Regions from separate parts of the Sus scrofa genome. Here region 1 is linked to region 2. A link is a contact called in public Hi-C data. All regions are on one chromosome and are shown on one strand. Each heading gives the region's core, a stretch centred on a gene start, on an enhancer-like site or on the middle of the called end of the contact. The rest is flanking DNA. Distances are from core to core; before and after follow the strand shown. Region 1 holds the start of LMF1 (lipase maturation factor 1). Region 2 holds the start of GNPTG (N-acetylglucosamine-1-phosphotransferase subunit gamma).

Region 1 (5,599 bases), core at 1,544-4,043, 310 kb after region 2:
TGTGTGAGCATCGCTGCTATCCAGTTTGACAGTATTTTGGTCCCTCCACACAGAAATCTTTTCCCTGTCAGCAGTCGCTCCTTGTCTCCCTCCCCCAGCTCCTGGGAACCACTGATCGAAGCTCTGCCACCGTGGATTTGCTTATTCTGGACGTTCCATGTAAACGGAAGCATACAGTATGTGGCTTTGTATGCCCGGCTTCTCCCCGAGCACGGTATTTTCAAGGCTCGTCTCTGCTGCAGGCGTATAAATGCTTTACTCCTTTTTATGGCTGTGATACACCTGTGGACACTTGATTAAATTCAGGCAGAAACAGGCAAGAACTGGGCCCCGGGCCAGCCTTTCCTCAGCCAAGCCCTGCTCCATGGGGTTCACTCCCTGGAAGGTTCTAGACCCTGAGATAGACTGGACCTCTGCGGTCAGCTCCCAGGAAGAGACATGAGAATATGAGCTCCCGGCAGACCTCTCCGATGGCCTTGCCCACCCTGGGCAAACCCGGGGAGGGAGCCCAGAGCCCAGTGAGCTGGAGGCTGGACAAGGGGCCCCTTTCTGCTCCGCACAATGTCCCATTGTACACGTCTCAGGGGGAACAATGCAGCCCTGGCCAGGGGAAGCTGAGGACAAAGGGCCCTTTGTGAGAACTGTCCCCACCTGAAAAGCAGCATCCAGGGTCACACCTGACAGTGGAGCCGTCCCTCCTCGCCTCTGTCCCCTGCTCCGCTCCCACATCCGGGCAGGGACCCAGGGGAGCTCGGGCGGGCTTGGCCGGATTCTCCGTGCTCCCCCCAGACGGCTGTGCGGGCTCATCTGGGACTCGGCACCTGGACAACTGGCCGGGGTGGGGGAGGGGAGGGGCAGGTTGTGGGTTCGTGTGGAAGGACCTGGAAGCAGGACTCCGGCCGGGGCTAGGTGTTCCTCCACTCCCCCTCAGGCTCACGCTTCCCTGCGGGGGGCTCTTCAGGATGCAAAAGACGTTTGTACCCTCCATGGAAAATCTGTCTTCCAGGTCCCACTTCTCAGGTGGGGTCCCAAGGAAGGGTTTTTCATGGACAAGAAAAGGAAGGTTTTTTTAAAAAATCACATTGTAGGAGTTCCCTGGTGGCCTAGTGGGTTGAGGACCTGGCATGATCACTGCTGTGGCTTGGGTTTGATCCGTGGCTTGGGAACTTATGCATGCTGTGGTCTTGGCAAAACAAACAAACAAACAAAACAAAAAAAAAATCACTAAGATGCACGTAGATGCTATTACCCCAACACTGGGGGTGGGGAGCAGCAGCTGGAGGCTGCAGAGAGGTTCCAGAAGTGTCTAGTCTGGACTAATTCGGGAGATCCCTTGTCCAGAGCCAGTTCTTGCCCTTATGGAGCTCACAATACAGACGGTGAAGAGATAATTAAACAACCGAGAAAGCCTGATTATTTGACTATGTAAATATCGATCATTTATACATCAAACACTAGGAACAAGATGTGAAAACAAAAAACCCAGGACAAAAATTCACAGTAGACACACAAGAAAAGGATCTTTAACACGTTAAGAGTTTTTACAAATGAATAAGGAAAAATCCACACCTACTGCAATCATTTCCTTCCAAGTACTCCACAGTTTACCCCAAACTCTGAAGGCGCTAATGCCTACTCTCTCACACACCTTTCTTTCTTTCTTTCTTTCTTTCTTTCTTTCTTTCTTTTTTTTTTTTTTTTTTTTTTTTGCTTTTTAGGGCCACACTAGCAGCATATGGAGATTCCCAGGCTAGGGGTTGAATCGGAGCTACAGCTGCCAGCCTCCACCACAGCCACAGCCATGCCAGATCCTTAACCCACCGGGCGAGGCCAGGTATCAAACCTGCAACCTCATGGTTCCTAGTCGGATTCTTTCCACTGCGCCACGACAGGAACTCCCCACACCTCTTCTTTCCTCTGAAGATTGCCTAGCACTCCACCCGCTGAATGACACCTGTCCCGTATCCTCAGAATGTAGAGTTGCTGGAGGCTTCCTGGGGTTCTGTTGGGTGATTCACTGGTCAGTAAGGGCTTCCCTCCTCTGAATCCTCAGCCAGCCACTTTCCCCCCTTGGCTAGAGGTCCAGTCTCGAGAGCCAGGAGAAGTGCTAAGGGGACTTGGTTGCCCTGTGCAGAAACTTCGGGGGTGGGGGTGGGGGTGGGGAAGAGAGCTGAAGGGTCTGAATATTAGGACCCAGGTGCTGCCTGAACTGTCTGTCACTAGCTGTGGAGCCACCACCCCAGCATCCTCCTCAGATAGCAGAAGTGGGGAGCTGGGAAGGGACCCCTTCGAGGCAACTGCCCACCCACTCCTCCTTCTCAATGCAGGCAGAGGCAGCCTGGAATCCTGGGGTGGTGAATCCTGCTCGGCCTTTCCTCTGCGCGAATGTGAGTTCCACACACAGCCAGGGCATGCAGAGGGAGCACGGTAGCCTCCAGGGTTCTTGGCTGCCCTCATCTCAGCCTCCCTGGATGCATATCACATCGTCAGACACATGCTTTCCAAGAGCCTCCTTCACATTGCGTTTCTGCCTCTGAATTCAGTGCCTCCCGCCCTCCCTAGAGTGAGAGTCCAGGAGGGCGAGCTCCTGGGTAGGGGCGTGCACTGGGGACCTCTGCAACCTCGGCTTATTCAATGAACGAGTGAGTGAAGGAGCGACGCGGTCAACCCGGCTCCCGCAGCGGCGCCGCCAGTCTTTCAGGCGCGAAGCCCCCGACCCCCGCAGCAGCAGCGCCCCCGAGCGTGCGCGCGGCTGGCCGCGGCGCACGTGAACCTCCAGTTGTGGGCGGGGCCTCTCGGCGGGGGCGGAGCGATCGGCGCGCGGCGTCCCCCGCGCATGCGTTCTGAGGGCCCGGCGATGGCGGCGTCCGAGGATCCCCTGAGGCGGCGGAAGGCCGCGGCCGCGGGCCCGGAGCCCGCGTCTCCGCCGGGGCGCGACCCCATGAGCTGCCCGGCCCGCTTCCGCGCGGGCACCTTCTGGCTCACCAGGGTCGTGCTCCTGAAGGCCCTCGCTTTCGTTTACTGTGAGTCCGCGGGGCCTGCCCGATGGTGCCCCTCCACGCGCCCCGCCCCCACAGGCCGTCCCCCCGCGGGCTCCCCGCCGAGCCCCGGCCGCGCGCCCCTCCCCCCTGCCGGGACCGGGGGCGCCCACGCCGACCGGGCGTCCGTGGGGCAGCGGCTCCGCTCTGCCGCCTGCAGTTCCACGGTCTGCGGCGCCTGCGGCCTCCCCGCGGCTCGGCAGCTTTGAGGCACGAGCAGCAGGTGCGGACTCACCTGCGAGGTGGGCGCTAGCCGGGTTTGACCGGGCAGAGCCTCGCGGCCAGCCCCGGCCCCCCTGCCTCCCGGGTCTCCTCGACCACAAGGCTGGACCCCCGGGTGCCCCCCAGCGCGAAATACACACGCCCGCCCTGGTCCCCACGCCCGGACGGGTGCAAACGCCCGAAGCCGAGCAGGGCGTCTGAAGCCCAGCCGGGCTTCTCAGAGGAACGTGGCCTTGCGGGGGCCGTGGGGGTGGGGGACAGTCCACGGCAGGAGTGATCTGGGGCCAGCGGGCAAGTCCCCCTTCCGGAGGGTCCAGAGGGCGCTGGTCCCCGGCGCGGCGAGCCGGCTTCGTTTCCGACGCGTTGGAAGGGGTGGACATGCAGCTCTTCGAGCCGGCGTTAGAAGGGGGGGACATGCAGCTCTTTGCACAGCGGCCTTCAGCAAACACTGAGAGGGCTCCGCGGGGCCAGGTCCCGGGGTGGGGCCGGGGGGTCCTGCGAGCCCTTCGAGGGCCGCCGCGTGCGGCGGCGGGCAGGGATGGGGGGGTTCAGCCCCGCCTCCCGTGCGCTCTAAGTTACCATAAAAAATAGTTCTTGCCGGTATTGCTTTAGTCTCCACGGGATTGAATAATCATTCCAAACGTTTGAGCTGTCATTTTGCGAAAGATGGAGTCAAGGCAAAGTTAATCTGCGAGACTTTAATAGTCCCTTAAACCGTCGCCGTAACAGTGGAAAAACCCCGGTGGGTGGCTCCGCTCGCAGAGAGCGCCGCTTAAAACCCTGCTCGGCTTTCCAGGGAGTGGGGCTGCCTTTGATCTCCACAGGGATTCGCCCTTCAATTCAGAAGGGAACCGTTTCCAGCCACCGGGGCGAGCAGATATTTTAAGCCTGGTGCTGAGTACAGAATGATTTGCCCTGGCAGATGGGTTTTTTCCCCTGGCTTCTCTCTATTGGGGGTGGCGGGGCGGTAGGGTGGGGTTCAGCCGCTCGAAGAAACCAGTTTTTCGCATCTTCCGGGCGGAGAGGGTCTCTGGCTGAGATGACCCGGGCAAGGAGGCAGTCATCCTGCCTTGATCTCTTTCTGGAGAGTTGTGGGTCTCACCGCAGACTCCCTCTGAGCCCCTTAACTCCCGGGGAAATCCCACAATGCCATGGGCTCTGGGCACCTTTCCCTGACGTTGGTACACTTGTTCTCTGGGACTGCCAGGCTGGACAACAGGCGTCTGCACAGCTAACAGTTCCTAAGCCAGGAGCCTGTCTGGTGTCGCCCTGGGAGCTCCTTGCATCCAGGGACGGTTTTCATACCTCCATCCTTTGTCACCTGGGAGCAGCTCCCCTTCCATAAATTTCCTTGCCTTTCTGCGGCCTTTATCAATACTCCGTGTCACCACGGGATACTTTTCCAACTGTGTTCCCCCCCCCCCCATCGGCACCCTGGCCGTGACACTGACGGCGCAGACTGCCCACCCGAGAGGCCTCTGGTCCTCTGTCATTGAAGTCCTAATTCCTTGGATCTCCTTTCTTATTTGGGGGTTGTTCTCTCTTTAAAGCGTGCGCACCCAGTCCGCTTTCTAGCAAAGAGCGTGGAGAAGGTGAACTGTCTGTGTCCTTCTCGGTCGCACAGAAGTCGCCCGGGCCTGTGCTTCTTCGGAGCTCGGTGGCGTCCAGGAGTCTTATACGGCCTGACTCCTGCTCCCTGGCGGGTGACCGAAGGGAAACACTCTGATTTCTCCTGCTCACATGCCTCTGACCTCGACCGCGCGCGTGGGTTTTTTCGCACACCGATGAATCCTCTGACGGTCCAGACACTGCTCGAGGGGACGCGCTCCTTCTGACGCCAAGTGCCCGGCGTCCGCGCAGACCCCCCCCCCCTCGGTCCTGGCATCCCCTGTGCTTCTGAGCGACCAGCCGTCCATCAGGGCCCGGGCCCCCTCTGGTTCCACACCTTTGCCGGAGCGCTCAGAGGGCTCTGAGAGGCTTGGCCTGTGTTCACGGTTCATCGTGAAGGCCGCCCCTCGGAGCCGAGGCTCTGCAGCGTCGGGCGGGTGGTCCTGCTGCTGGTGGAGCGGATCTGCCCGCTGCCGGTCACAGCAGCCATCACAGCGGCGGAGGCGAAGCTCCCACAGCTGCAGCTCGTCCCGCTCCCCGTCACAAGGCTCACCTGGGTCTGGAGGCCCAGCCTGGCGGCCCGTCCGCAGTCCCGCACCCGCATTTGCTGAACTCTTAGCTTTTCTTTGGAAAATGTGAGGACAAATGGAGCCACAAGAGTGCTGGACTCCCGCTTCTTTTTTTGTCGTTCTGAGCTTTCAGCGCTTCTGAGAGTTCTCGTGCAGTTAGTT
Region 2 (4,936 bases), core at 1,281-3,780:
CTCTGATCTCACGGCGCCCCTGCGGCCAGTCCCTCCGGCCCCCACAGTGCCTTGCTCAAGGCCTTATCTGGCCACTGCTTTGCAGAACCCCTCTTTCCCCAAGCCCAGTGCTAAGAGCCACATGCCTTCGTCCCCTTCCACTTCAGCTTCTAGGCTAAATTCATTTAATCTTTTCCTGAAACCCCCCCCCCATTTAAAATGGCAACCCTGGTGGGGGAAAAAACTGTAATTGCAATGTATACATGTAAGGATAACCTGACCCCCTTGCTGTACAGTGGGAAAATTAAAAAAAAATTAAAAAAAATAAAAAAATAAAATGGCAACCCTGCAAAAAAAAAGAATAATAATAACTAAAAAAAAGGAGTTCCTGTCGTGGCTCAGCAGTTAACGAATCTGACCAGCATCCATGAGGATACAGGGTCGATCCCTGGCCTCGCGCAGTGGGTTAAGGATCTCTCAATGCCATGAGCTGTGGTGTAGGTTGCAGATACAGCTTGGATACTGCATTGCTGTGGTGGTGTAGGCTGGCGGCTACAACTCCAATTGGACCCCTAGCCTGGCATCCATATGCCATGGGTGCGGCTCCAAAAAAAAAAAAAAAAAAAAAGAGTATTTGGAGTCTTGGAGTTCCCGTTATGGGTCAGGGGTAACGAACCAACTAGGATCCATGAGGATGAGGGTTCAATCCCAGAGCCTCCCCCAGTGGGTTAGGTATACGGCACTGCCATGAGCTGTGGTGAGGATCACAGAATCGGCTCAGATCTCGCGTTGCTGTGGCTGTGGTGTAGGCCAGCAGCTGCAGCTCCGATTCAATCCCTAGCCCGAGGACTTCCACAGGCCGCAGGTGCTGCCCTAAAAAGCCAAAAGAAAAAAAAAAAAAAAAAAAGAGTACATGGCGCAGCAGAAACGAATCTGACTAGGAACCGTGAGGTTTCTGGTTCGATCCCTGGTCTCACTCAGAAAGTTAAGGATCCAGCGTTGCCGTGAGCCATGGTGTAGGTCGCAAACTCGGCTCGGATCTGGCGTGGCTGTGGCTGTGGCGTAGGCTGGCGGCTACAGCTCCAATTTGACCACTAGCCTGGGAACCTCCATATGCCATAGATATGGCCCTAATCAAAAAAAAAAAAAAAAGCCAAAACAAAAGAAATTTGGATTTGGTTTTTCTTTTTTTAAATAGTGATTTTTATTTTTTCTATTACAGTTGATTTCTTTTTTTTTTAAATGGCAGCACCCACAGCACCTGGAAATTCCTGGGCCAGGGAGTGAATCCGAGCCACAGCTGTGACCTCCACTGAAGCGGCGGCAACCCGGGATCCTTTAACCCACCATGCTCCACCAGGGATGGAACCTGGCGACAAGGTGACCTGAGAGGTTGCAGTCGGGTTCTTAACCCACCGCATGACAGAAGAAACTCCTGGATTCCTGTATTTACTAATCATTTAACGACCTACCAATTGCACTTCTGCCATGGGCCTAAGGAGATCATTCACCTGAGTGTAGAAAGAGGCAGCCCCCAGGGGGGATGTGCTCCTCAGCACTGTTTCTAACGGCCGAAAACCCTAAACACCACCCCGCTGGACAAGAAAAGGATGCAGAGCCGAGTTATGAAACACTGGGCACCAAGAGCAAAGAGTGAAGACCCACATCTACCAGGAAGACGCACAGTGAAGCGAGGATAGCAAACGAGAAAACATGTACCGCTCAAAAGGGGAAGGCAACGATCAGAAATTACTACACTTTTTTTTTTTACTTGTAAACTTATGCATGTAAAAGCATAAAAAACGTCTGGGAGAACAAACACCAAACTGTTAACAGACTTCACCTCTAAAAAAAAAAAATTAAGGGTTAAGTCTAGGGTAACTCCTCGACTTGGTACAATAACGTTCTCGAACGTTGGCGCTCACCTGACATGGTTTTAGAAGGCCGACAGAGTGCATGAGCCTCCAGGCCTTAGCCTTCAGGGCCCCTCATCCCAGGCTTCCCTTCCCTCTCCCGCTTCCCTGGAGCAGGCCCCCGAGAGTTGACGCCGCCCGCCTGGTGGGGAAGCCAGGCCGGCTCCCTGCTCCCTCCGGGCCCCCGAACTCACCAGACACGGGCGAAGGATCCCTCTTGGGCTGGAGGCGACTGGTCTGGGGCATGAACGGGTTGTTGAGGCTGGAGGAAGCAGGAGGGTCAGGGAGAACCGGGTCTAGGCCGCCCCGCCCCGCCCCGCCGCACGCCGAGAGGCCGCTCACCCGAACGTGTTGGGCTCCTCCACCACCTTCATCTTGGCGGCACCTGAGCGCGCGGGCCCTGCAGAGAACAGGTGGTGAGGACGCGGGCGGGCAGCGCGGGGCAGGGACGCGGGGACGGGAAGAGGGCTCCGGGGAGCAGGGTACTAGGCAGCGGCGGGATGCGCAGGCAGTCCGGACACACTAACCGCGTTCCGCGAGCCCTAGCAGCAGCACAAAAGCCGCCATCCTCGCAGCCATGGCACCGCGGCCGCGCGTGATCACGTGGGCGCCCGGGTCACGTGAGCACGGAACCGGAAGTGGCGCCCGGCTCTTGCGCAGGCGCGAGGCCCGGCTGCCCGCGGAGCTGTGAGCCCGCGAGCCCAGGACCCCGCTGCTCGCCATGGGCCGCCGGAGGGCAGCTCGCGGGCCGGGGGCCGAAGACGGCCACGCTCGACGCCCCGCGGGCCGCTCCCTGGAGGCCTTCGCCGAGGAGGTGGGCGCCGCGCTGCGTGGTGAGTGCGGCGCGATCGGGAGAGGGTCGGAAGCCCAGGGCCAGACTGTGGAGCAGTGCCTGAGACCATGTCCGCTTCTCTGACCCGTGCAGCGTCCGTGGAGCCAGAGGCGGCCGAGGACGAGGGCAGCCCGGGCCCGGCGCGGCTGCCTTGCGCGCTGGCCATGTGGGAGCTAGGCCACTGCGACCCCCGGCGCTGCACTGGCCGCAAGCTGGCCCGCCTGGGACTGGTGCGTTGCCTGCGCCTGGGCCAAAGGTTTGGCGGCCTCGTACTCAGCCCCGTGGGCTCCCAGTACGTGTCTCCTGCAGACAGGTAGGCGCGAGAGGAGGGGGTGTGGGAGCAGGGATTGGGCAGGGTGCCTCCCCGGACTCCTTCGTTTTGTTGTTTTGTTTCCTTCGTTTTAATAAGCCCCTGACTGTGGCGCATCCTTCCTTTCAAGGCTCACCTATTCCTATTGATCTGTTTGGCTTACCTCATTGCTTAGTGCAGAGCCCAAAATGTAGCGCACTTCAATAACCGTTTGTTGAGTAAATAAATGAGCTTTCTCAAGGAACACCTACCCCTAACTGCCTCAAAAGCCTGGCTCGTGAAGGTTTTTGGAGGTGTCTGGGGTGAGGGAATGATGCCCCTGAGTCGCCAGGGAGGCCAGTCTCCAAGGACATACCTTACCTGGGGCCAGAATCACGTTCACCCCTATGCTGCTTCTGGCAGACAGTTGGTAGCACAGTCTGGGGTCGCTGTCATCGACTGCTCCTGGGCCAGACTGAATGAGACACCGTTTGGGAAGATGCGGGGGAGCCACCTGCGGCTCCTACCCCACCTGGTAGCCGCCAACCCTGTGAACTATGGCCGGCCCTGCAGGCTGTCCTGTGTGGAGGCCTTCGCTGCCACCTTCTGCATCCTGGGTGAGTGTCAGGGCCTTTAAGTCCTTGCCCTGTGGGGTTAAGGTAGCAGGAGAACAAACAGCTGGCCTGCAAGTCTCACCACCGCCCTGGGAGCCCTTTGTTACCCCGACTCGTCCCCAGAGAATTTATGGTCCATGTGGAGGCCCAGATGGGCAGCCCATGAGCCTCCCTGTGGAGAAGGAGTTAGTGGGCTACAGAGGCAGAGGCTGGTGAGTGGGCATGGGCTGTCTGGACCATGGGATGGTGTGGGCGGGACTTGTAGTTCCTAGGACAGCAGGAGCCAGCAGCATGGGTGACGGGAGAAGGGCTGTGCACATCCTTGGAATTCCTGCTTCTGGCACCGACAGGCTTCTCAGACCTTGCTGTCCTTTTGCTGCGGAAGTTCAAGTGGGGCAAGGGCTTCCTAGATCTGAACCGCGAGCTCCTGGACAAGTATGCAGCCTGCAGTGGCCCAGAGGAGGTGTTGCAGGCAGAGCAGGAGTTCCTGGCCCTCGCCAAGGAGCACCCAGAGGAGGAGGAAGTCGGTGAGGCATGGCATAGACACAAGCCCTCCCGGGTGGGAGCCAGGACCCTCCAGGCCTGCCACTTCCTTCGAGAAGCCTGGGGACTGAGGGACCTTCCTGCCAGGCTGTGGGACACTTGGCTCTGAGCCAGGCTCACCTACAAGTCACTTTCCTCTTTGATTCCTTGGTTCAGATCCCTTTGACGTGGATTCAGGGCGAGAGTTTGCAAATCCCAACAGGCCCGTGGCTGGCACCCGGTAGGTCCTTGGGATTCCTAGCTTGGTGGCACCTGAGACCCAGGGCTTCTCTCTGCCTCTGGCCTCAGCCCCTCTTGCTGTGGCGTGTGGGGCGGGGGGCTAAACATCCCTCCCCGCCCCCGCCCCGGGCTGCTTTTCTGTCTCTGGAAAAGGAAGGGTGGCATGTCCTGCTGCAGAGGTTTGGGCTTAGAGAGTACAGGCTTGAGGCCTCTGTCCTCAGCTCAGGAGCTCTGAGGAGTGAGTGGGCCCCAGGGGGTCGCCTGGGCCTGGCCAGTAAGAACGCACCCTTCCCCCCATCCCCCAGGCTGCCCGTGGACAGGGCGGACAGCAAGAGTGAAGGTGAGTCTGAGGAACTCGGGCCTGACCCTGAGGACGGGGGAAGTGGCAATAGCAGCTGCCCTGAAGAGGAAGAGCTGCCACATCAAGGGGCTGAGGCCAGGGTCCCCACAGAGATTTGGAAAGGAATCAAGAAACGGCAGAGAGAGTGAAAGCTGCAGACGTATATTTTTGGAGGCCGAGTGACAAGAAGCTCTAGAGATGACAGCG

The links. A called contact is a pair of places that touch in the nucleus more often than the background predicts.
Region 1: a contact with region 2 is called in a Hi-C map of liver, with 4 times the contacts expected there. The contact joins the promoter of LMF1 here to the promoter of GNPTG in region 2. A contact is called at or near these places in 1 of 5 promoter capture datasets (liver) and 1 of 47 Hi-C or Micro-C datasets (liver).

The regions. Positions count from the first base shown.
Region 1 is chr3:40,838,449-40,844,047 of Sscrofa11.1, forward strand. It overlaps LMF1 (lipase maturation factor 1), which reads left to right and starts at 2,794. Exons shown (of 11, transcript XM_021086874.1): 1 at 2,794-3,023. The coding sequence starts at 2,837.
Region 2 is chr3:40,531,687-40,536,622 of Sscrofa11.1, forward strand. It overlaps GNPTG (N-acetylglucosamine-1-phosphotransferase subunit gamma), which reads right to left and starts at 2,531. Exons shown (of 10, transcript XM_021086862.1): 1 at 2,420-2,531; 2 at 2,235-2,292; 3 at 2,087-2,154. The coding sequence starts at 2,471. It overlaps TSR3 (ribosome biogenesis protein TSR3 homolog), which reads left to right and starts at 2,536. Exons shown (of 7, transcript XM_005655151.3): 1 at 2,536-2,725; 2 at 2,818-3,037; 3 at 3,437-3,630; 4 at 3,978-4,154; 5 at 4,327-4,390; 6 at 4,695-4,729; 7 at 4,841-4,936. The coding sequence starts at 2,614. The coding sequence ends at 4,878. It overlaps BAIAP3 (BAI1-associated protein 3), which reads right to left. Exons shown (of 35, transcript XM_021086856.1): 35 at 4,871-4,936.